Regions from separate parts of the Sus scrofa genome. Here region 2 is linked to region 1. Evidence: chromatin contacts called from public promoter capture Hi-C data. All regions are on one chromosome and are shown on one strand. The core of a region is the stretch at or near the end of the contact, and the rest is flanking DNA. Distances in the headings are between cores, read along the strand shown.

Region 1 (5,327 bases), core at 1,777-4,276:
ATCCGTCTAGGAACCATGAGGTTGTGGGTTTGATCCCTGGCCTCGCTCAGTGGGTTAAGGATCCGGTGTTGCTGTGAGCTGTGGTGTAGGTCGAAGACGTGGCTCGGATTCCACATTGCTGTGGCTGTGGCATAGGCCAGCAGCTACAGCTCTGATTAGACCCCTAGCCAGGGAACCTCCATATGCCTCAGGTGTGGCCCTAGAAAAGGTGAAGACAAAAAACTAAAAATAAAATAAATAAAAAAATGAAAAACAACTCTTCTTGCTGTCCCTGACACCTGTTCTCCAGAGACAACCAGTATTACAAGTTTATTGAGGTCAAAGATTAAAAAAAAAAAAATACATACTGCCAGGTGCCTTCCAGAAAGATTGTATGGATATACACACTCATCGATACTACATGCCTTCACCAACTTTTAAATATTCTGAACTTGTCTCTTCTCATTTTTCTTTGTACACTGTATGCTGATGATTCCCAAGTCTCTAACCTTGATCACACCCTCGAGCTCCAGGCCAGTGTTTCCAGTTGCCTCCTGGACATCTGGATGTCCTACAGACACTCCAGATTTATCTAAACTGCACTCATTGTCTTCCTTCCCAAACTTACTCTTCTTTCTATAATTCCATTTTTTTTTTTGTCTTTTTAGGGCCGCACCTGCGTCATGTGAAGGTTCCCAGGCTAGGGTTGAATCTGAGCTGCAGCTGCCAGTCACAGCAACACAGGATCCTAGCAGCTTCTGCGACCTACACCACAGCTCATGGCAATGCCGGATCCTTAACCCATTGAGCAAGGCCAGGGATCAAACCTGTGTCCCCATGGATGCTAGTCAGATTCGTTTCTGCTGAACCACAATAGGAACTCCCTGTCATTCCAATTTTGATTGGTAGTACCAGCATCCACCTAGTTACCTAAATCAGAAGCCTAGGAGTCATTGTATCTATTTGTTCCCTCTCCCCTCAAATAGCAGTAATAGCTAATAGTTACTGAACACTTACTGTTAGCACATATTTAATTTAATTTAATTCTCACAAAAACCCCAGAGGTAGCTTTTAGTCTTATTTCCATTTTACAGAGGAGGAAAACTTGTTGGATAACATGTTCAAGGTCATACAGCTAAGGGAGTTCCTGTTGTGGCTCAGCAGTAAGGAACCCAACCAGTATCCATGAGGACTTGGGTTCGATCCCTGGCCTTGCTCAGTGATTTAAGGATTCAGTGTTGCCTTGAGCTGTGGTGTATGTCACAGATGTGGCTTGGATCCCACACCCCTAGCCAGGGGACTTCCACGTGCCGTGGGTGTGGCCCTTAAAAAAATGATATACAGCTATTAAGCAAGGATTTAAACTCAGGCAGCCTAAGTCCATAGCCCACATATTTAAGCTCTATACTATATTACCACTATATCTAATCAAATACAACTCCTATTTTATTTCCTTGATCTCAGCCTTTTCCCTTTTCTCCATTCCCACCACCTGATCCATGTGCTACCATATGTACGTTCATAATTGGTCACATTTAACTCAACTACATTTTCCATCTTGCCTGCAAAAGAATCCTTCTAAAACACAAATCTGATCATGTCTTTTTTCTGTTGAAGATCTTTCTGTGGCTCCCTATTGCCTTCATCATAAAGTCAAAGATCCTTTGCTTTAAATAGAAGGATCCTCTTCTGCCCATCCCCAGCCAGCCTACCTCTCTAAGTACTTCCATTACACAACCTGAATTGATGACAATTTCCTAAAATATCATGCTGTTTCTTAGCTGGATGCCTTTGCATATGCTATTCCTTCTGCAAGAAATTACCTTTCCCCATTTCTACTCCTGGTTGTCTTTTACATCTTTTCATGTGTGTCAAACTCACATAGTTCCTCCTCCAGGAAGCCTTCCCTAACTCCTCCAAGTATTCATGTCCTCTGCACTGCTTTGAACATTCATTTATTTTGTATTTGTCACATTATCATAGTTTTATTCACTTATCTCCCTTTCTAGAATGTTAACTCCTTGAGGGCAGGGACTCTTACTGAACTCTAGGTCTTTAGTATTTAGCACGGTGCCTGACACATGAGTAGTTGCTTAGGAGATATCAGTTAAATTGAATTAAATAACTTAATTGTGAAATTATAGGACCTTGTACTCCGTTGAAAGAATTTCAGGCATAAATGACATGGGAATTTTTTTTTTTTTTTTTTGAGCAGAAGAGTGCTGGTGCAAAGAGGAGAAAGGATGACCTAAAATTAGCACTATTGATATGGGCGCTACTCCCTTTAAATGGGCTATGTGTAAATTTGTCATATAAATACTAGTATTTCTATAGATATTCTCATGAAGACACATATTCTATCTCCATTACGGGCTGCAAGCAAGCAACCTCAGAGTGCCAAGTGTGGAGTTTTGCAGAATAGAAATAGAAGGTATTGAAAGAAATGCCCTTGGTTTGCTGAGAACACTTGAAATTAGCTTTTATGTGGCAACAAGTGGAGGATAAAGATATGCCCAAATTTTCCTAAGAAGTGAGAATGAGAAATCGTCTTTTTTGACCTCATGCTCACTGCTTTTTTGGCACCATAAATAGGGCTCAATTGCGTGTGAAATGAATTGAAACTATCAGTAGCACAAGTGGCTGGGCTGCGTTCTAGGTTCTTAATACTATTGTCGGAACCCCACCCTCCGGAGACCACCCTTCTACTTTCGTGCAAAACCGGTACTTATTCAGGTCACGGGGCTTCGGCCTATCACTGCAGAATCCAAGCTTGCGGGGCAGTGCCCACTGCAGATTGACGCATGGTGTAAGACAATTTCTTGGGCTGAGGAGCAGCGATTGGCGGATCTCGCCTATAGTGCTTCCCAGGACACTAGGGGTGTGCGTATTGGAAATGCAGGTTCCGGGGCGGCCAGTAACACCGCCCGGAAGTCTGAATGAGGCCTCCTCCGACAGCACTTCCAAACGACCTCATGGCCGCTATTCAGAGTGCCCGGCCCCGGGCAGCGGCAGCGTGCGCGTGCGTGCGTGCGTGCGTGGGCGCGCGTACGCGGTGCCGCCGTCAGTAGGTTGGCTGGTTATTTTGCAAGCGGGAGGGGCCGTGCGCGCTCCTGCCTCCGGCTTCTGTCCCCCACCCCCCCTTCCCCGGTCCCGGTTTCTCCTTCGGAAAGATGTCGGACACGGCAGTAGCTGACACTCGGCGCCTTAACTCGAAGCCGCAGGACCTGACCGACGCTTACGGGCCGCCAAGTAACTTCCTGGAGATCGACATCTTTAATCCACAGACGGTGGGCGTGGGCCGGGCGCGCTTCACCACCTATGAGGTTCGCATGCGGGTGAGTCACGGGGTGAGGGAGACAGCTGAGGGAGGACCGGGCGGCTGGGCGGGGAGGAGGCTGCCATAGGGACGGCTAATGGTGGAGAAGGCACTTGAGGGGTCATTTGGGGGTTGGGGTGTTACAGGTTTGCAGAGAGGTCTGCACATTCGGTTGTGGCCCGAGGATACAGAAAACTCCTGAGGGGGACATCAGACTGGCTTGAGGGAAAGCAAGTAGCCATGAGCAAGAAATGAAGCATGACTGAAGGCGGTAGGGAGGATGGAGAGGATTAGAGTGATATATTCAAGGAAATAGGGATCAGAACTGTAGCAACACAAGGGGTTAAGGAAGAGTGGAAAAGAGCTGGTGATGGCAAGCCAAGGCGGGGGTCCCATTACTAAACTAGGTTGTGGGAAGTCAACCTGAAGAGGGGGAACCGGAAGGCCTGGCTTCCTCCTAATGAGGTCTCCCTGGATGATGGCGTTAAGCAGAGCCTGGATTAAAGGGAAGAGAGACACCAGGAAAGGAAGACAGTGGGCTTGGTGGAGAGACTCTTCTAGGAGAGTCCCCTTGGACTGAGTGCTTCCCAGACTTGCGTAGAATTAACATCTGAAGGAGAGAAGTGTTTTATGCTTAAGTTTTCTCAGGTACTACATGCTCACTGGAAAACCTGACCTTGCACTCAGATTGGTGGCTTGTTAGTTGCTGCCCTCATCCTGTGCTGACCCTTTAGATTTGAAGTATCCAGAATGTTTATTTCAATATTTACTGGCTCTCATTTGGGTTTTCTGTATATAAATGGCCGTTTGCCCTTTCTGCTCTAGGTTAACCTTTTGGATTCATTATATTAATCCCTGGTCTGTATTTAACTTTAACATCTGACATTTCAAGACTGCCCCAGGAATGGCTTCTTCCAGTGTGCACTACAGAGGACTTTATTCTCTAGTTCTTAGTCCACAACGCTAGGGTGGAATGTGCAGAGTACATGGTTTGCAGGTTCTTTGGCCCCATTGAAGTGGTTACAGGCAAAAAGTTTGAGAGCCGTTTTCTAATTTTCCTTATGTTTTCTTCTCAGACTAGAGGGCCAGAATATTCTCTATGGACAGCATGCTGCTCAAACAGCATTTGAAGACCTAAAAGAGTGTATGTGCTTTCATTTTTGATTGAATGAATTGAATGAGAGAGTGTGCTCTCCCATCTGGGTTTTTGAAATCAAATTGAGAAATGATCATCTCCAAATTCAAGTTTGGAGAAGTCCAAACTGAAGAAACGCTGATAGCAAAAAATGAGAAAAACTTCTCTATATCAGGACTGTTCGAAATCATCTCTCTGGGGAAGAATGGGAGGTAGATCCCTCAAAATATGATAAAAGCTGGGAATTGTTAGTGGTAGAGAACCTAATTACCTGAGGAAGCCTGGGCGTAACTTGTTCATTTTAAGAACTCTGCTGTAGGGTTTTGAAGACATTGTCTTGATGTATAACCCAAGAACCATAGGGATTATGAACGGAATTGTTCTCTTCTTCAGACTAGTAATAACTGCAGGGACTGTTCATCTGGTGCCTACTGTGAGCCAGGCACTGAATTACGTTTTAGTTTTTTTTTTTTTTTTTCTATCTTTTTAGGGCTGCACCCGAGGCATATGGAGGTTCCCAGGCTTGGGGTCTAATCGGAGCTGTTGCTGCTGGCCTGTGCCACAGCCATAGCCACGCCAGATCCAAACCGCGTCTGTGACCTACACCACAGCTCACAGCAACGCTGGATCCTTAACTCATTTAGCAAGGCCGGGGAATCTGTGTCCTCATGGATGCTAGTTAGATTTGTTTCCACTGAGGCACGATGGAAACTCCAAGTTTTAGTTTTCAAATTCTTACAAAAACACCCTTTTTACAGATAGGAAGCTCAGGAAGAATGCAGTTTAACTTGCCCAAGTACACATAACTAATAAGTGGCAGGGCTGGGATTTGAATGCAGGTTGATCTGATCCAAAGCCCATCATACTCTTTCCACTACACTTTAGTCTCTTTGGCAA
Region 2 (5,759 bases), core at 227-2,726, 98 kb before region 1:
CTCTTGTAGCGTCTGTTACAGATATTCAGGCCATCGTAAGAGAGTGTGTGTGAGTAGGGGATGGGTGGAGGGAGGGGGCCAGGGCGGGCAAACACAGTCCTGTAGTGCTTGGGAAAACACACATCTCCGGGGGTACCCTGGGGAAAATAGATTTCTCGAGAGAGGAAAGGATGGCGATGAGGCCTGCCTGGAGTAGCACTCTCCCTTTCTTCCTCTTCTTTTCTGTTACCCACATCCCAGAGTGCCTCGGAACAGCTGGCTCTACTCTGCTGGAAGGAAGTTAGCCCCATCCTAGATGCTGGGCAGCAGTACAGCGCTCTGCTCTGAACTGCGCGGCTTCAGGAGGGAAGGAGGCTGCTATATCCCATCTTGGACACCAGGTGGCACCAAATTATAACCATCACTCCAAAGAAACTGGCAGGAAATGGACCTTGAGAGTCCTTGAACTATTTTCCTCTCCCTCCCCGCTCCCCACATGGAATTGAAAAATAAGAGGCCTTTTAGATATGGTGGATAACTTTCATTCAGTAAAAACACTTGAGTCCTTAATCTCCCAGCTGAAGATTCCTAGGATTTAAATGCAGCCTTACTCCCCACCCTTCCCAGCTGCAGATAAGGAAAATGGTGACTTTCTTGGAATCATTTCAGATGCCTCCACTCTCCAGAAGAGTTGTTTTTCTCCAAGATGGTCAGCTGAAGAGTAGCAGACATGAGACTCAGGAGGCCCTGCTCAAATGCTGGGCCTCCTTCCAAAGGGCTGAGTGTTCTCTCATGGGCATGGCCATGTCTAAACAAGTTGTGATGTGGCCCACCAGCCTCATGGCCTCTGACAGTCAGACTGCACTGCTTCCAGCCCCTCAAACGTGCTGCACAAGTTCCCATTCCCAGGCTCCTTCACCTGGAATGCTGTCCTCTCTCAGCCATTTCTGTCAGATCCAACCCACTTGTTGAGGGGTAGATAGAACTCCAGGAAGCCTTCCTTCATTTCCTCCAGTCTGAAGGGACCTCCACCTTTCAAAATTACCATAACATAACAACCTGTGCCGTTTGCCCTATTCTACTTTATATTACAGTTGCTCACAAAGTTGTGAACTCCCCAAGGGCAGGGACCATATCTTCTTTATCTTTTTAGACCCTATAGTGATGAACACAGTAGACACTCAATAAGTAATGATCATATCTTACATTTGTATGGTGCTTATAGTTTACAAAGCACATTCACATCCATTTTCTCGTTTAATCCTCACAACAACCCTGTGAGGTAGGTATTTTCAGCTCGATTTTACAGATGAGCAAACAGACCCAGAGAAAAGTTAAAGAATTTGCCCAGGGTCATACAGCTGGAAGGAGGCAGAGATGTGTCAGAAAGTGCAGGCTTTCTGACCCTAAATTCAGTTCTTTCAACTTTCTCTACCTGAGTTGGTGGCTGGAAATTCCTTTGTGGAGACTGAGGTCATGGAACTCATCATGGGACTGGGGGAAAGGGAGGGCAAGATCTAAAGGTCACGCTCCTTTCATCTCTGCTCCCTTTGCTCTCCTCTCCCTTGTTTCCAAAGAGGATTTCAGAACGCGATCTTACTTTAAGAATGTCCTGGTGTGAGATGTCCTTGTGGATAAGGGGAAAAAATGTGGGGTGAAGATAGGACAGTAAGGTGTATTCACAGCCGGTGACTAATGGATCTTTGGAGGCCTGAAGGGAGGTCCCTGGCCTGTCCAATAATTTAATTAAGGACTTGGATCAGGACATTGATGGCATGCTGATCAAATTTGTAAATGACATGATGCTGGTTTCAGGAAGAGCCCAAGAGGCCACAAGGAACCAGGAAAATGAAACGTAAAGTTTCAAAGTCGAGTTCGTCAAAAGCAAATGCTTAAGTGCCAGGTAGGAGAGAGGTGACTCGACGTGAAAAGGTTTCAGGTGTTTGAAGTGCCTGTAAGCTCATGATTTTTTTATGCTAGCTCCTGGAAATGCTAATGAATTCGGGGCTAGGATGTAGGAGATTACAGCTGTGCTTTCTTCTCTGCTCAGTAGACCACAGCACAGGACTGTTCTTTAGCCTTGGACATCACATAAGGACAGGGGCATTAACAACCTGGAATAGGCACAAAAGACAGAGACCAGGAGTGTGCGAGGGCTTCAGAATCATCGCGTATGAACCGGCAGAGGAGCTGTTTAACCTGGAGAAGGGATCAACAAGGGGATAGCGGAGGTTTGGGATCAAGTTTTCAAATATTGGAAGGCTCATCATATAGAAGAAGGATTCGTCTTGTTTTGCTCTATAAGAGGGGCAAAGGGCATGTGTTCTGGGAAAACATATTTTGACTCAAACTAAGGAAGAACTTTATGATGGTTCAAGATGACCAAATATTATGCAATGGTCTGCTTTGAAAGGACACGATATTCCCATCACTGGAGGTATTTAAACAGAGACAAGATAACGATTTGGCAAGGCAGTTGCAGAGGGAATCAAGCACCAGATCATAAGGGTGAGGAATTAGGCAATCATTAAGCCGGCTTCTGACACTGTAATTTGGGGATTCAATTCAGGGGTAGGGGTCGGGGCTGGAGGTGAAAATAGTTGTGGCCCTCAGAGTAGGTACCTCTTCACCCGTTATTATCTCTGCTTCCAGCCTACCCCATGCATAGGCTCCAAAATTTTTTTTCTGAATACTTTATCATGAGACTTTCCAGCTCACGTATCATAGAATCCAGTAATGCTAGAGGTCATCCGGCTCAGTCCTTTATCAGACACTTCCTTTGCCTTTGAATCACCCACATGGCATGGTTGTCCGATCACTCGTTGGTTCTCGCTGGTGATGGGGAGCTGCTTCCCTTTTGGGGTAGTCCCTCTAATTTCACAGAGTATTACCAATTATTAGAAAGGGCTTACTAACACAGCAGAATATTTATATCGGGATGTTGAGATTAGGGAATTTTTTTTCTTCTCTGTTTTTGAAACTGTCGGTAATCAATTTTATTTTATTTTATTTATTTATTTGGGCTTTTTGCCATTTCTTGGGCCGCTCTTGTGGCATATGGAGGTTCCCAGGCTAGGGGTCCAATCAGAGCCAGAGCCGCCAGCCTACGCCAGAGCCACAGCAACGCGGGATCCGAGCTGCGTCTGCAACATACGCCACAGCTCACGGCAACGCCGGATCCTTAACCCACTGAGCAAGGCCAGAGATGGAACCTGCAACCTCATGGTTCCTAGTCGGATTCCTTAACCACTGCACCACGACGGGAACTCCGGTAATCAATTTTATTATTTTTAAAAATTATTTATTTATTTATTTATATTTTTGTCTTTTTGCTATTTCTTTGGTCTGCTCCTGCGGCATATGGAGGTTCCCAGGCTAGGGGTCGAATCGGAGCTGTAGCTGCCTGCCTTCGCCAGAGCCACAGCAACGCCAGACCCGAGCCGCGTCTGCAACCTGCACCACAGCTCACGGCAACGCCGGATCGTTAACCCACTGAGCAAGGGCAGGGATCGAACCCGCATCCTCATGGTTCCTAGTCGGATTCGTTAACCACTGCGCCACGACGGGAACTCCCCCGGTAATCAATTTTAAAAGGACTTCAAGAGGCTGGAATCATGAGCCAAAACTTTTATTATCATTTTTTCATTATAAAAAGGAAAGAAAAAAAAAGCCTCTTCTTTGTGTTGAACCAAAATCTGCTTTCCTGTAACTTCCACCCATTAGACCTTAGAGCCCTCGGAGTTGTACGCAGAGTAAATCTACAGCTTCCTCTTCACCATGAGCCCAGTTGTGATTTGCTGACAGTAGACAAATTTTTCTTGGGATTTGCTAGTCCCTTCACTATTCTCACCTCTCCTTCTCTGGCTGTACTTCTGTTGACATCTCCTTTGAAGTGTGATGCCCGCGTTGAACAGAGGACCTCGGGTGTGCTCTGACCAGTGCAGAGTAGCACAAGATGATCACCTCCTTTATTCTGGACATCATACCCTTATTAATACAGCCCAAAGTCACAATACTTTTCGTAACAACCAAACCATGCTTTTGACTCCTGGCTCACAATGAACTTTCATTCACTCTAAAGCCCTCTAAGCCACACATCTCACTTCCTACAGTTACATTTTGAAATTCAGATAGGTGGCTTTGCATGTGTCCCTGTAAACTTTGATTTTTGCTCTAGCAAGTCCAACATACCAGCCTCTTGACATCTGTATGAATTCTTATTCTGTCCTCTCACATTTTGGCTCTCTTTCCCAGCTATGTGTAATTTTCCAATTTGATCTAGTGACATTAAAACAGAACCCTTTTTGTGTGCAGTCATTCAACTGGTTTAGAATCTCCTAGTTTCCCCAGAATTTCTTCACATTGTCCCAAGAGGATGACGAGAAAATGTTTCGTTGATCTCCAGGGATGCTGTCGGGGTAGCACGCTCCTCATCTATCCATCCAGTCACCCTATCTAAGGAAATGAGTTTGCGTGGGGAATGATTTGTTTTTCCTGAATCCATGCAGGGGCTGAGGGATCTTCTCTTCCTTGTGTAAGTGCTCACCAACACTCCTTTTAATAATTTGTTCTAGAATCTTGCCTTCAGTAACACTCAACTTATTGATCTCGGTGAAGTGGAGGTATGCAACCCCCTCACCCTCCACAGGGTTGTCACAGTCATCACCAGTTGTCCTGCAATCCTAGCTGCAGGTTGTCACAATGCCCTGGGCTCTGCTGACCCAGACTGTGACATGGAGTTGCTCAGAGCAGCTCAAGGCTCTCTGGGCTTAGATTGCCTTGAGGAGCCTCTCTCTGGCACTCACTTCATTCCTTCCACTCTGAAAATCCTTCTCCTTACAGAAGTGAAGGAACACAAGGGTTGCTGAGGAGGTTTTGTTTCCTCCCTGTAAAACCACTAGCAGAAGGAAAAGTCAGGGCTCCCCACCACTCATCCAGGAACACCAAAAATCCTCTGTTGTTTTGAGGACCTCCACAGCCTGCCCTTCCAATCTGACTTCTCACTATTTAACTTGAACCCTCTACATCATTCAAGTCAGTTCCCTCACGGCTTCTCGAGCACGTGTAGACCTTCTGGCCATGCTCTGGCTCAGGACTTTCTCCCCATTTGAAATGCCCACTATTCCACCTGCCCACCCAACCCCGATCTCACCAGAGCCTTTCTTGCAATTTCTCCAGCCCCTTTAACCTTTACATACAATCGAAGTCACATTATCCATTTCATTCATGTGATCATAGTTCAGTTTTGTCTTCCTGACAGTATGCACCCCAATGGGGGTATCTTTTATCCCTCATAGTATATAAACCAACACAGGGCCAGGCCTGTAATCCTCATAACCATCTTTGCTTCCTATGCAGACGTCCACAGCGACCAACATCTGGCCCTTCACATACATCACAAGTTCATATCCCAAGATAGCTGTGTCCAGCTCCCAGAAGGACCCATATAGAAACTAGATAAATCGAGGGATGCAAGCTGGACCTGGTAGACTCTAGGCACTAGGGATTTTTGCAATGTAAAAAAAAAAATACAAGCATATCCCTAGGCCTTCTTTAAACAAGGACCTGGGCTTTTTAGCCGGTCTCAGGGCTGGCAGTCAGCAAGGGGGCCAAGAACACTCCAGCCACCCAGGGCTCAGCATTGACTGTCAATTAGGCTGAAATGCAGCCTGTCTTGCAGGTCATCTCTTCCTCTCAGATCTTTGGAAGGTGTGAAGACCAACTGTAATCTCTCACTGATGGGTTCCAAACAGGACTGCAGCTGGGTTTGCTATGGCACC

The links. Promoter capture Hi-C pulls out the DNA fragments that hold promoters and counts their contacts.
Region 2: a promoter capture Hi-C map of liver shows a contact between it and region 1, with 5 times the contacts expected there. The contact joins the enhancer-like site here to the promoter of SNX12 in region 1. A contact is called at or near these places in 1 of 5 promoter capture datasets (liver), 3 of 47 Hi-C or Micro-C datasets (alveolar macrophages, heart right ventricle and liver) and 2 of 2 datasets of contacts at active chromatin or transcription factors (alveolar macrophages and skeletal muscle).

Annotation. Positions count from the first base shown.
Region 1 is chrX:57,106,335-57,111,661 of Sscrofa11.1, reverse strand. It overlaps SNX12 (sorting nexin-12), which reads left to right and starts at 3,026. Exons shown (of 4, transcript XM_001928070.5): 1 at 3,026-3,314. The coding sequence starts at 3,150.
Region 2 is chrX:57,202,603-57,208,361 of Sscrofa11.1, reverse strand. NLGN3 (neuroligin-3) reads right to left here. Exons shown (of 8, transcript XM_005652652.3): 8 at 3,592-5,759. Among named protein-coding and RNA genes, the nearest start is that of NLGN3, 31 kb to the right of the region's middle. Within about 2 kb of position 1,476, at least 9 of the 83 cell types and tissues checked have an H3K27ac peak or open chromatin away from gene starts, as enhancers often do. A contact at or near this core is called in alveolar macrophages and liver, where this site is marked.